Linked DNA regions of Callithrix jacchus: region 2 is linked to region 1. The links are chromatin contacts, called in public Hi-C maps. All regions are on one chromosome and are shown on one strand. The core of a region is the stretch at or near the end of the contact, and the rest is flanking DNA. Distances in the headings are between cores, read along the strand shown.

Region 1 (5,511 bases), core at 739-3,238:
AGGGACTGAGCATTCCCAGGGGGAAAGCTGTTTGGTGGTGTCCACTAAAGCTCACCAAACATCTACCACAAATGCTCCATGACCCAGCAACCCCACTCCTTGAAATATACTCAAGAGAAATGAGTACACATATCTGCAAAAAATATACACGAAGATGCTGCAGCACAAACAAATTGTGGCTGATGTCGTGGGTAGCAACTGGGGCCGGTGCACATGGGCAGTAAAAATAAGTTACCAAGACGGTTGTAGGTAGAGAAAGCCTGCTTTATTAGAGAAAGTAGGAAAATACGTTGCAAGAAAAGAACAGGCAAATCAGCAAGGGAGGAGCTGACTGCAAGGAAACAAAGCCTTGGTGGGAATTTTATCAGACGATGCTTGTGCTGGACAGGGCCAGACTGTATTCTAAAGATGGATGCTCTGTGCTGGATGTAAATTACATTTCAATTAAAACAACAATTTCACACAAAGGGAAAGATGTGCTTACAGAAAGAAAAGCGCATATCTTGTACGGGTGTCAGAGATTCCAGGCTGGCTGGACCCTATGCTACAGCTGGCTAACTGGCTGGTTGCTGTCTGTGGTCTGGCAACTCTGGAGCCGAAGCTCGGTCCCTCAGCCCCATGGTATTCTGTCATTACCTGCTTTGCACATCTGTCCCCCAGCAAGTCTGGGAGCCCTTGAATGAAGGAGCCTACCAATTGCACTCCCTGTAGAGGCCTGTCCTGTGGTGTAGTAGGAGCTTTGGTAAGTGATTTGGAAGGTCCTGTGCAACTGGGACTTTCTCAGTGTGCAGGAGCCGGGAATTCGGGAATGCCTCTGTGTGTTACAGTGACATCAGGGGTCCCAGACAGCCTGGACAGGCAGGGGCTGTCAGCCAACAGCTACACCTCAGGTCCCTATCTTCCACCCCAGCCTACAGCAGTCCCTGTGTGCTGGGGGCTAGACCCCCAGGAAAACCCCCTGAGACCCTCAGCCCTATCCCTGTGCTTTGGGACAAGCCTGGAGCCAGGCTTCTCACATTTTGCTGGACACTGAGTCACCCCTGGACCCTGTAGAAATGTGAGTATTGACTCAGAGGGTCTGGGGCAGGCTGGAGCCTGTGGTTTTAGCCCGCTCTTGGGTACTGCCATTGCTCCGGTGCAGGGACTACACTCTGCATAGGGAGTATTGGGAAGGCCTGGCGACCCATCACATCCCTGATAAACATATGCTTATATCTGCAGGAACAACCCGTGTACACAGGAGCATGTGTGCAACTCCATGCAATATTTAAAGAGCCATCAAGCAGATAGCACCGTGAGAAAGACTCCCAGGGCCATAAATGTGCAGATGTGCACCCCCGGAGCCCTGAGCAATTTTCCCACCCATCCTATCCCACACGCTGACTTTCTCGGCTCTCGCTACATCTGGAGGTCTGCTGAGGTCAGCTGAGGCTTCCCCTTAGTTTGGAGGTCATGTGGGAACAGTCCTGCCCAGGCTCTGGAACTTTCCAGACAGTACCTCCAGCTACTCTCACAGTTCCCCCAGGGCTATTTTTAGAATCCTATTTTTGTCCTGTTTGAAGTTCATGCTGACTTTTCCACCTAATTAGAAAGGGCAGCTCCCTGGAATTATCTGTCCCACATTCTACTATGTGTACTGTACAGAGCAGAGGTGATCAGTTGTCCCCCAGTTGGGACCAGGTGCGCAGCATCTATCCCTCCTTGCCCAGGTGGAGTGTCCCAAAGCCCACCCCAGTGCCAGGCCTGAGGCAGGCCCTGATTCTCAGTCTCTCCTGCCTGCCTGCACTTGCTCTGGGCATGTGGCCCCTGTAGGGGACTGGGCTGTCTCTCTCAGCTCTTCTCATCTGGGGGGCTGTGGACTCACAGAGCCCTGGGCTCACACTGGAGTCTTGGTTTTCTGTCCTGACGCTGCAGGTCTGGGTGCCTGCATTTGAGGGTCTCAGAGTCCTTGGAGGGACTCCAGGCCTCCCTCTCGCCACCCCAGACCCTGCCAGAGTTCTCCGAGCACCATCAGGCAGTATGAAGGTGGAGGGTGGACTGTGGGTGCAGGGAGGGCTGAGTTCCACTCTCTTATATGTCATTTTCCATGTGATGACAGCAGGTTACTAATTCTTAGAAAGCTCAGTTTCCCAAGGTTAACCTTGCACATCTCATGGGGATGGTATGATCATTGAGTAAGTTAATGCACATAGAGCATCAGGTGTAAAGTAGACAAGTACAAAGTTATTTCTTTTCCAGCCCATAACTGGTGGCGGGTCTGACTGTCAGGGTGTGGTATCATAGGTCAGGCTGAGGATCTGTCAGTGTGCTCTCTGCAGCCCCGTCCTGACTTCTCAGGGCAGTGCTGAGCCAAGCATGGGCCCTGGGGATCCTGTCTCTCCCTGCTCACCTGTGTCCCGGACCACCCCTGGATGGCCCCAGCCTCTGTTTCCATCTGTGAAATGGGAAAATCCTCCTCAGTTCTCCGAGTGTTGTTCAGAGGCCCCTTGAGGTGGTAAATTAAGTAACTGTTCGGAGAATTTTGGGGAACCTGGAGACCCTGCACCCTCATGGAAGCTCTTGAAATCCAATCCCACTTTTAAGGTGTGAGCGCAGCTCTTCCCAAACATGAGGAGAATCTTTCCAAACTGATTAACTGGGGCACCCCACTGAACTGGAAATGAACTGGAAATAAACTGCCGATTGGGCTGAAAGCTGACCAGAGGTGCCCAGTTTGGAAGGATATCATCCTCACAGGGGACGGCTCTGTTCAGCATGGCCTCCTCTGGACTTTCCACTGCCGCCATCACCATTTCTCTGAATGCGACATTTCCGGTCTGGCACTGGGCTCCTCTCCGCCCCTCTACAAACATTAAGAGAGCCAGAACTGTGCCTCTCACAGGCACGTCCCCTGCAGTCCCAGATGCTCGGCAAGCAGTTATCAATGAACAGAGTGCACAAAGGAGAGATGTGGCCCAACCCTCTGTCCACACACAGGGCCACAGGCCCTAACTAGTCCTGCCTCCTGCTGCCCAGGTCTCTCAGGAGCACTCTACTTTCCTCTGGGAAGCACCCGGTGGAGACGTCTGGGCGGCGGGGCTGGCGAGCAGCAGCCCACTGCACATCCTCCTGCTCCTGGAAGACCCTCGAGTGCCTCTTGGATGCTGAGGCAGGCTGCTTACACAGCCAGTATTAAAGAAGTCCCAGCTGGAGAAAGGTGATAGGATCTGCTCCTGCAGTGCCAGCCAGCCCAGGCTGGGCTGTGTTCAGGGCATCCAAGGAGGAGGCCTGAATTCTGCAATGAAAACTCCCATGGGGGAACAGTCTAAACAACCAGGCTTGGGCACGTCCTGTTTGTTGTGTAAATCCATGAGTCTGGTTTGCATGGCCAAGTGCTCCCTGACATCTGACTGCCAAGTTTCGGTAGGGCTTCGACGTGACCTCCTTCAACCCCTGGCTTGTTTGGGTTTATGCTGGGGTTGAAGTCTGAGGAACATCTAGATGGGGGCCTCCTGGAGTGGCTTGTCACTGGGGCCAGAGGAAAGTGGGCAGGCCAGCTCCCCGGGTGTCCAGGCAGTGGCTCCCCAAGGCCTGGCCAGCTCCTCACTGGCTCCTGCTGTGTGTCTATGCCCACGGTAACCAAGAAGTCCTGTGTGTGCCTGAAATTCTGCTTCTTCTTAGAAACTGCAAACAGAGAGAAAAACTGCTGGGCAGCTCACGCACTGATCTCTTTCTCTGTCCCTTTTTTGTTCACTTTAATTTTTTTTCTTCTACTCTTTTTCTGACAGAAGCAGTCATCAGTTTAATGTGAGTTAAACTGCCTGCGAAGCTCTCCTGCCTTGGGCCGAGAGGCCCTGGGTGCATGTTTAGGAACTGTAGTCACCTGGCCTTCCCATCTTTATTCAAGAGCCTGATTCCTTCTTCCTACTCGGCAGATCCCCCAGAGTGCCAGCTGTGGAGGAAGGGTCCTGAGGGCAGGGGAAGGCAGCACTGGCAGCTCACGAGGGCATCCATGCACCTCCCCATCTGGTGCGGAAGTTCAATGTGTCCTGTGGGGTCCCTGCCACATTTGCTTTTGGTGGCGGAAGGGCAGGCACATGCTCAGCCCTTGTCCTGAAGCCTTCCAGCTGGCTACTTCATCAGTCACATAAGTCCACAGGACTATGGGGGACAACAGCTCCCCAAGGCCTAAAGACTCCTCCTCAGTCAGGTGTGGTGGTTCATGCCTGTAAGCTGAGCTGCGATGGAAACAGATGGGATGATCACCTGAGGCCAGGAGAGGCAACGGAGAGGGAACTGTCTCTTAAAAAAAAAAAGAAAGAAAAATGTTTAAAACGTTTTATAAAAAAGTAAAATTTTTAAAGGATGAAATATGTAAGTAAATAAATAAAATGGTTGGGTCCTGTTGCTCCCAGCTCAGCCATGTGCCTGGACAAATGGGTTTCACTCCTACGGTCCTCCCTCTCCGTCTTGGGATGCCTTGTCCTCTGCAGGGCCCTCCACATCTCTCCTCCCCAGCCCACACCTCCTCAGCTTCTCAGCCTGACTTGTCAATTGCTCCATGACATTTTTAAAAAATTGTTTTTTCCCTTTAAAAGTTGCTGCAGAGGGCTTCAGAGCCATGTGCATAAGAAAGGACACGGAGTGCAAGCTGGAGCTACTGCGTTTCCCCAAAACACCTGGGCTTCTCACACACAGAAACACAGTGACCTCTTAGATGCGTAGACACGCCACCCTCCAACTGAGGGTTGGGGTGGTGTGATGGGCTGACCTCTGTTTCCTCAAATTCGTATGTTGGAGTTGAAACCAGGACCTCAGAATGTGAGTGTGTTTGGAGACAGGACCATTAAAGAGGTGAATAAGGTAAAATAAGGTCATTACGGGGCCCCTGAGTCAATAGGACCCGTGTCCGGGGAAGAAGAGATTAGGTACACACAGAGGGATGGTCATGTGAGCCTGCAGGGAGAAGACGCCATCGGCAGGCCAAGGGGAGGTCTCAGAGGGAATCAGCACTGGCGACAGCCTCGTCTTGGACGTCCAGCCTTCAGAGATGCGAGACAATACAGCTCTGCTGTTTACGCTGCCGAGTCTGTGGCACTTTATTACCACGGCCTGAGCTGACCCACACAGATGGTTCTCTCGGTAAAACTGTCTCCCTGTTTGCCTTCTGTGCATGCTGGGTGGTGAGTAAATGAGCAGAAAGCTTCATTTCCTCCCCAGGCCTGAGCAGACAGCAGCTGCTTTCCAGGGAGGAGTTCCCCTCCTCACCTCCCAACCCTACACCTGAGGCTGGCCTTGTTCTATTTGCCACCAAGATTCCTCAGGGAGCATGTCTCGGGATCCAACTCAGCATCTGGCCCTGATTGTTGACCTGTCTATTTCTTCCTAAAGCATCAATTATTTTGGAAGGAGCCCAAGAAAATTTCCAATGAGTGTGCCTGAAAAGGGGATGAAGGAAAAGCAATCTCCTTTAGCCATTTCTGCAGGTCCTGGCTCTGTGCTTTGCAGAAGCAGCCTCAGAGTTCTTGCCGA
Region 2 (5,382 bases), core at 2,233-4,732, 230 kb after region 1:
CTGGGACCCCCTGTGGTCCCACCAGCCACAGGCTGGGTGCTTGTGGTGTGCTGACCCACAACTTCCCTTCCAGAGAGCCAACAAGCAGCCTGGCTGCATGCCAAGGTGACTATCTACACCCTGACCCAATGAAGAGGACTCCTCCCTCCATGTCACTGTATCCACCGTTAACACTGATGCAGAGGGACAGAGGTGGTCACCTTGCCTTTCGGAGGGACAGACGAAAGGATGAAGAAGGAAGGAGGAGAGAGAAAAATATTTTTTGACCACCTAATACAACATTTTTTCATTTTTTTGGTCTACAACTGCAAGTAAGAAATATATTTGTGTATGAGATACAACTGAAACAAAAGTTTCATGAAAAGCCTATTCTCACTATGCATGATAAACTATAACAAAGTTAATATAAAATATGACTCAGAAGATTTAAATACAAATCCCCAGTAAATCATTTAGAATCAACGAGAAAAAATCAATTAGAACCATGACCTACTGGATTGATTTTCCTTTCCACTAACGGGTGGCAATCCAGATTCTCAAAACAACAGTATCAGTCTGGGCCAGATGCTACCTGCAGCATGTCTCATTTAACACCTGCAAAATGTATTTGAAAGTGGTATTAATACGTCCATTTTACAGGTGAAGAAACTAAAAGCCCAGTCAGCGTAAGTGACTTGGAGAAACACTTCACTTAATAAAAGCCAATTCAGCATATAGTACCATGGCATTCTTGTCTCTCTCTGGACTTCCAAGGCAGTGGGCATGTCCTCTGCTTGGGATGGGATTGTTGGGGGTGGGTGGTAGCAGAAGCTTCCTACTCTGGGTCGGCTCAGGGTCTCCATTGGGTCTTCCAAAGTATGTGCCTGAAAATGGCCTGCAGCCTCTGCAGCAGCCTCTGTAGGACTCCGATGCTGCTGCCGGGTTGATGATGAGAGCCTCATCAATCCAACCTAGAGCACTGATTCTGCAACAATGTCTTCAGCAACTGTTTGCGTTTTTGTTTGTTTATTTTGTTTTGTTTTCTTTGCTCTGCTTTTTTAATTGGCAAGATCTATAGCACTGCAAGCTTAATCTTGTTTTATTACTAAATGGAATATTCGCAAATTCAAGACTAAGATTAGTCCTTTATTTCTCTCCAGAATTTGCTCTTCTAGGGGTATTTCACATGGAAAATCACCTCCCTGCCAGGTGTTCTCTTTCTGGGATTTACAATGTTTCAATCTGAAACAAGTTTGAGGAAAACATACAATGTTTCAATCTGAAACAAGTTTGAGGAGAGATGAAATTACTTTGCAGAGTCCCTTTCCTTTTACAGCCCCTCGAGGAATTCCACTTGGATCACATTTTGTGTGGACAACACACTGGGCCTAAGACATCAGGGTGGAAAGGAGGAGATCCCACACTTCTTCTGGTCCTTATGGGGATAATGAGCTTGTTCAGTGCTTCTCGAACCTCAGCTCACCCAGGAATCCTCTGAGAGGTTTGTTCCAACACAGATTGAGGGACCTACCCGAGTTTCCCACCCACCAGACTTGGAGCGGCTATAATTCACATATCTGACAGGTTTCCTGGGGCTGCTGCCCATCTGGGGACCCACTTGGAGAACCACAGATCTAGTTAAGAGTTTGCCCCTCTTGTAATGACTTGGGACTGATCTGAAGGCAGGCGGCTCCACAGGTGCCTGCAAGGTGAGGGGATCACTGTGGGCCATGTCCAGCCTGTGTGGAAATGTGCTTCTGTGGCTAACCTTTCCTTCTGCCAGGCTTCTTCCCTCCCAGAAGCTGGAAGCCAGTGACTGACAGGTCCAAATGCACCCCCATCCTTGCCGAGGCCAGCCCATCTGTTGGAGCATATGCTCTGAAACCCACAGGCTTCTACCAGGAGCTCATTATCTACAAATTACTAAGCTAGCAGCCGTGAACAGCTCCTCTTTGCCTGCGACAGTAAACTGCACCAGCTGCCGCTCTGTCGCTGCTGAGACGCAAGTCTGACAGGTGCTACCCAGCACCTGCCCTGAGGTCATCCTTCTCCCCAGCTCTGTCCTGCCTATGGACACTCACAGAGAAGTGTTGTACAAAGACGCTTCTGATCTTAGTAAACTCTCAAGAAAGTTGGCACTGACACCACTCTCTGTTTTGGTAGCAATTATTAGTTACAGTGAGGACTACAACCTGCACACTGTTGGTTTTCCTGTGTGGAGCCTGTTTAATATTGAAGAGGGGGATCTCAGACAAAGCCAAACCTGCAGATGCCCTCCAAGCCCTGGATAGGTGCAAGGCCCCCAGGGGATCTGTGACTCGGGACGCTGCCACCTCGCTGAGTCAGAGGACATCCTGGAGCAGCCCTGGAGAAGGCAGCAATTGACCGGCTGCCAAGCTCAGGGTACATGTGCCCAGCTTTCTCACCTTTGCTGGAGTTTGTTTGCTGGAGTCAGGTCACACAACCACCATTATTATTCATCTTATTATTGTTTGAATGTATGGGGAAAAAGCTGAACAAGAGGGAAAGAAAACTATCTTTTTTGGTTCAATATGCAAACAAGTTCATTGTGATTTGTCCAAAAGAGCTCACACCATTTACAGACTGACCTGTGTGTGCATTGGGTCCACACCGTTACCCCAGTAAGACACCTCAGAGGAGTGAAATTCTCCTGCACCTCATTTTATATCAGCCATGACTCTAGGCAGGTCCAGTGCCTTGCAGACGATTGCTTTTCCCTGGTCGAGCAGGGGAGACGGCATGGCCTGCACTTGAGAGTTGTACAATTGAAGACAGCACCTTGGAGAAGAGGTGAATCCCTCCAGCGATGCATACCCAGGGAGTTTTTCCAGAAGTCTAGATGCCTTGATGGTCTCCCGAACTTGAAGTTATGGCAACTGCTCTTTGGCTCCCGACAGGGTGGAGAAGTTGAGTAACCACAGTTCTGTAGACAGGTGTCTGTCTTGAAAAGAAACCCTGGCAGCGGACTTGAATGTCTTGGCAAGCTTGTCAGCCCCTGGGAGGGCAGCGAGAAGTCGAGAACTGCCTTTCTGGGAGAACAAGTTCCCTTTCATGATAAATAGTCCCTAGAGTCTAATAAACATATTCAGTGTATCTATATGAGTCCAAGCCACAGCATCTCACCTGCAGCCTGACCCTGGAGTAGGAAAAAACCGGATATGTACAGACTGTGACACAAATAATCAAGGAAAAAGGTCAGATTCACTTGGGAGCAGCCAACGGCCACTGCAGAGTAAGGCAGCCAGCCCCCTCTTTCAATCCTTGGCTCTGTGATCAGCTAATGGGGACACGCTGCATCCCCAGGGCTGAACCAAAGGAACACTGGCACCAGCAGGCTTGTTCCGAGGCAAAGGGTAACATTGGTACAGTGTGCCCAGGCCCAGAATGTGGGTGAATGAACACAACACTTGCGGTCTCTCTGGCTCTGAAATAAATGCACACCAGAGATGGAACTGAGAGGCCACCCAGAGGCAAGTTTCTCAGTGTTCCCTTTAGAACAGTTCAGTGTTGACACCCCAGCTCTGCAGAGCTGCCGTGACTTATGCTGTCTCACTTTCCACAGGCCAAGGGGCTACGCCAGCAGCCAGGAGCCTTCAGAATTAACTCCTGCAAGCCTGGACGAGGGGTTTGGGGAGAGGGTTGGCATAGGAGGCTGGCGGGGCTGGGAGTTCATGTGCTGTGCCCTCTAACTGACAGAAATGCCAGATCTCCTGGGGTGCAGGCTGAGCTCTGAGGGGCTATTGGAAGGCGAGGAGGAAAGAGCAGGCATCAGCCCAGATGAGGGGATGCAGGAGCAGCAGCAGTTCCCAGAAAATACTGAACTTTCCGGGAGCAGCAGCAGCAGACACCACGCCCATGGCTTTAGCTTACAAAGCCTTCCCAGACACATGATCTCATTTAATTCTCCTAATGCTCTTGGAGTAGGTGAGGCAACGTGGCCATTTTACAGAGGAGGAAATGGGGCTCCCAGAGACCCACATAGCAGCAAGCAGTGTGCTCTGGGCACTGTAACCCCTCCAGGCCACAAGGGCACCCAGGTGTGAGTGTACCTTTCTTCCAAGGCCTTGTTTGTCTGTGAACCAAATCACATTTATACCTGGAAGAACTTCATTATCAACCTCTCCCAGAACCTTCTTATCAGATGGCCCAGGCTAAAGGATTGGGGCCAGATTTTTCCATTGTCCTTTCCAAAGAAGATCAGCACAGTCATAATTATCCCCACCACCAGCAGAGAGGTTACATCAGGGCAGCTGGCAGAGTGTGGCGTCACATTCACCCGTCCACAGGTGGGAGAGGGGAGAGCAACACCACGCACTCAGCTAGCTTTCTGCAATCAGTGGGAGTTCATAAAAATGGACTTAAAAGACAAGACACAGGCCAGGCACGGTGGCTCACGCCTGTAATCCCAACACTTTGGGGGGCTAGGGCAGATGGATCTCAAGGTCAGGAGTTCGAGACCAGCCTGGCCAAGATGGTGAAACCCCTTCTCTACTAAAAATACAAAAAAATTAGCTGGGCGCAGTGGCAGGTGCCTGTAATCCCAGCTACTCAGGAGGCTGAGGCAGAAAATTGCTTAAACCTGGGAGATGGAGGTTGCAGTGAGCCAAGATTGCGCCACTACACTCCAGCCTGGGTGACAGAGAAAGACTCCAACTAAAAAAAAAAAAAGCGGCAAAAGGCAAGATGCATTGCTTTCTTTCTAGCTGGTGACAATGACAGGAAGCACAGGAGCTTAAAGGAGAAAGGAAAATGCCCTCCAGCCCTGCAAGGAGCATCCATCGAAAGCACACTCAGCCTAGCTCCTCTCCATTTGATGGTGACCCAGATGGGAAGGTTTGAAGTGAAAGGCGGAGTGGCAATGGTGCCAGGCAACTGTCGCTGCCCAGGATTCTGACCTCTTCATGCTGTTGCTGAGAACCAGAGTCCAGACTCACTGAGGGCGGAGCCTGCTGTTCTCACCTGTGTACCCAGGCCAGGCAGGCACTGCCTCCTATCCTAACCCAGCTGCTCCTCTCCTCACCATGGTGTCTGTGGAGCAAGGGCCCCCTTGCTTCACACACACACATCACATCACACACAGCACACACTACATCACAACACACACACCTCACATCACACCACACACATCCCACATCCCACTACACACCCCATGTACATGCACCACACATGTCACATCACACCACACATCAGACACACACTCCACATCATGCTATACACCTCGCATACATGAACCACACACATCACATCACACATATATAACACCACACACCCCCTTACCTGCACCACACACCTCACACACACTCCATATCACACCACATCATACCACACACACACCACAGTGCACCACACACCACATACACACCCTATACCCCACACACCACA

The links. Hi-C and Micro-C count contacts between places; a contact is called where the count stands out from the background.
Region 2: a contact with region 1 is called in a Hi-C map of skeletal muscle, with 5 times the contacts expected there. The contact joins two enhancer-like sites. A contact is called at or near these places in 2 of 3 Hi-C or Micro-C datasets (both in skeletal muscle).

Annotation. Positions count from the first base shown.
Region 1 is chr1:73,711,238-73,716,748 of calJac240_pri, forward strand. No RefSeq gene overlaps it. Among named protein-coding and RNA genes, the nearest start is that of GADD45G, 270 kb to the left of the region's middle. Within about 2 kb of position 1,989, at least 3 of the 16 cell types and tissues checked have an H3K27ac peak or open chromatin away from gene starts, as enhancers often do. A contact at or near this core is called in skeletal muscle, where this site is marked.
Region 2 is chr1:73,940,214-73,945,595 of calJac240_pri, forward strand. No RefSeq gene overlaps it. Among named protein-coding and RNA genes, the nearest start is that of AUH, 330 kb to the right of the region's middle. Within about 2 kb of position 3,483, at least 5 of the 16 cell types and tissues checked have an H3K27ac peak or open chromatin away from gene starts, as enhancers often do. A contact at or near this core is called in skeletal muscle, where this site is marked.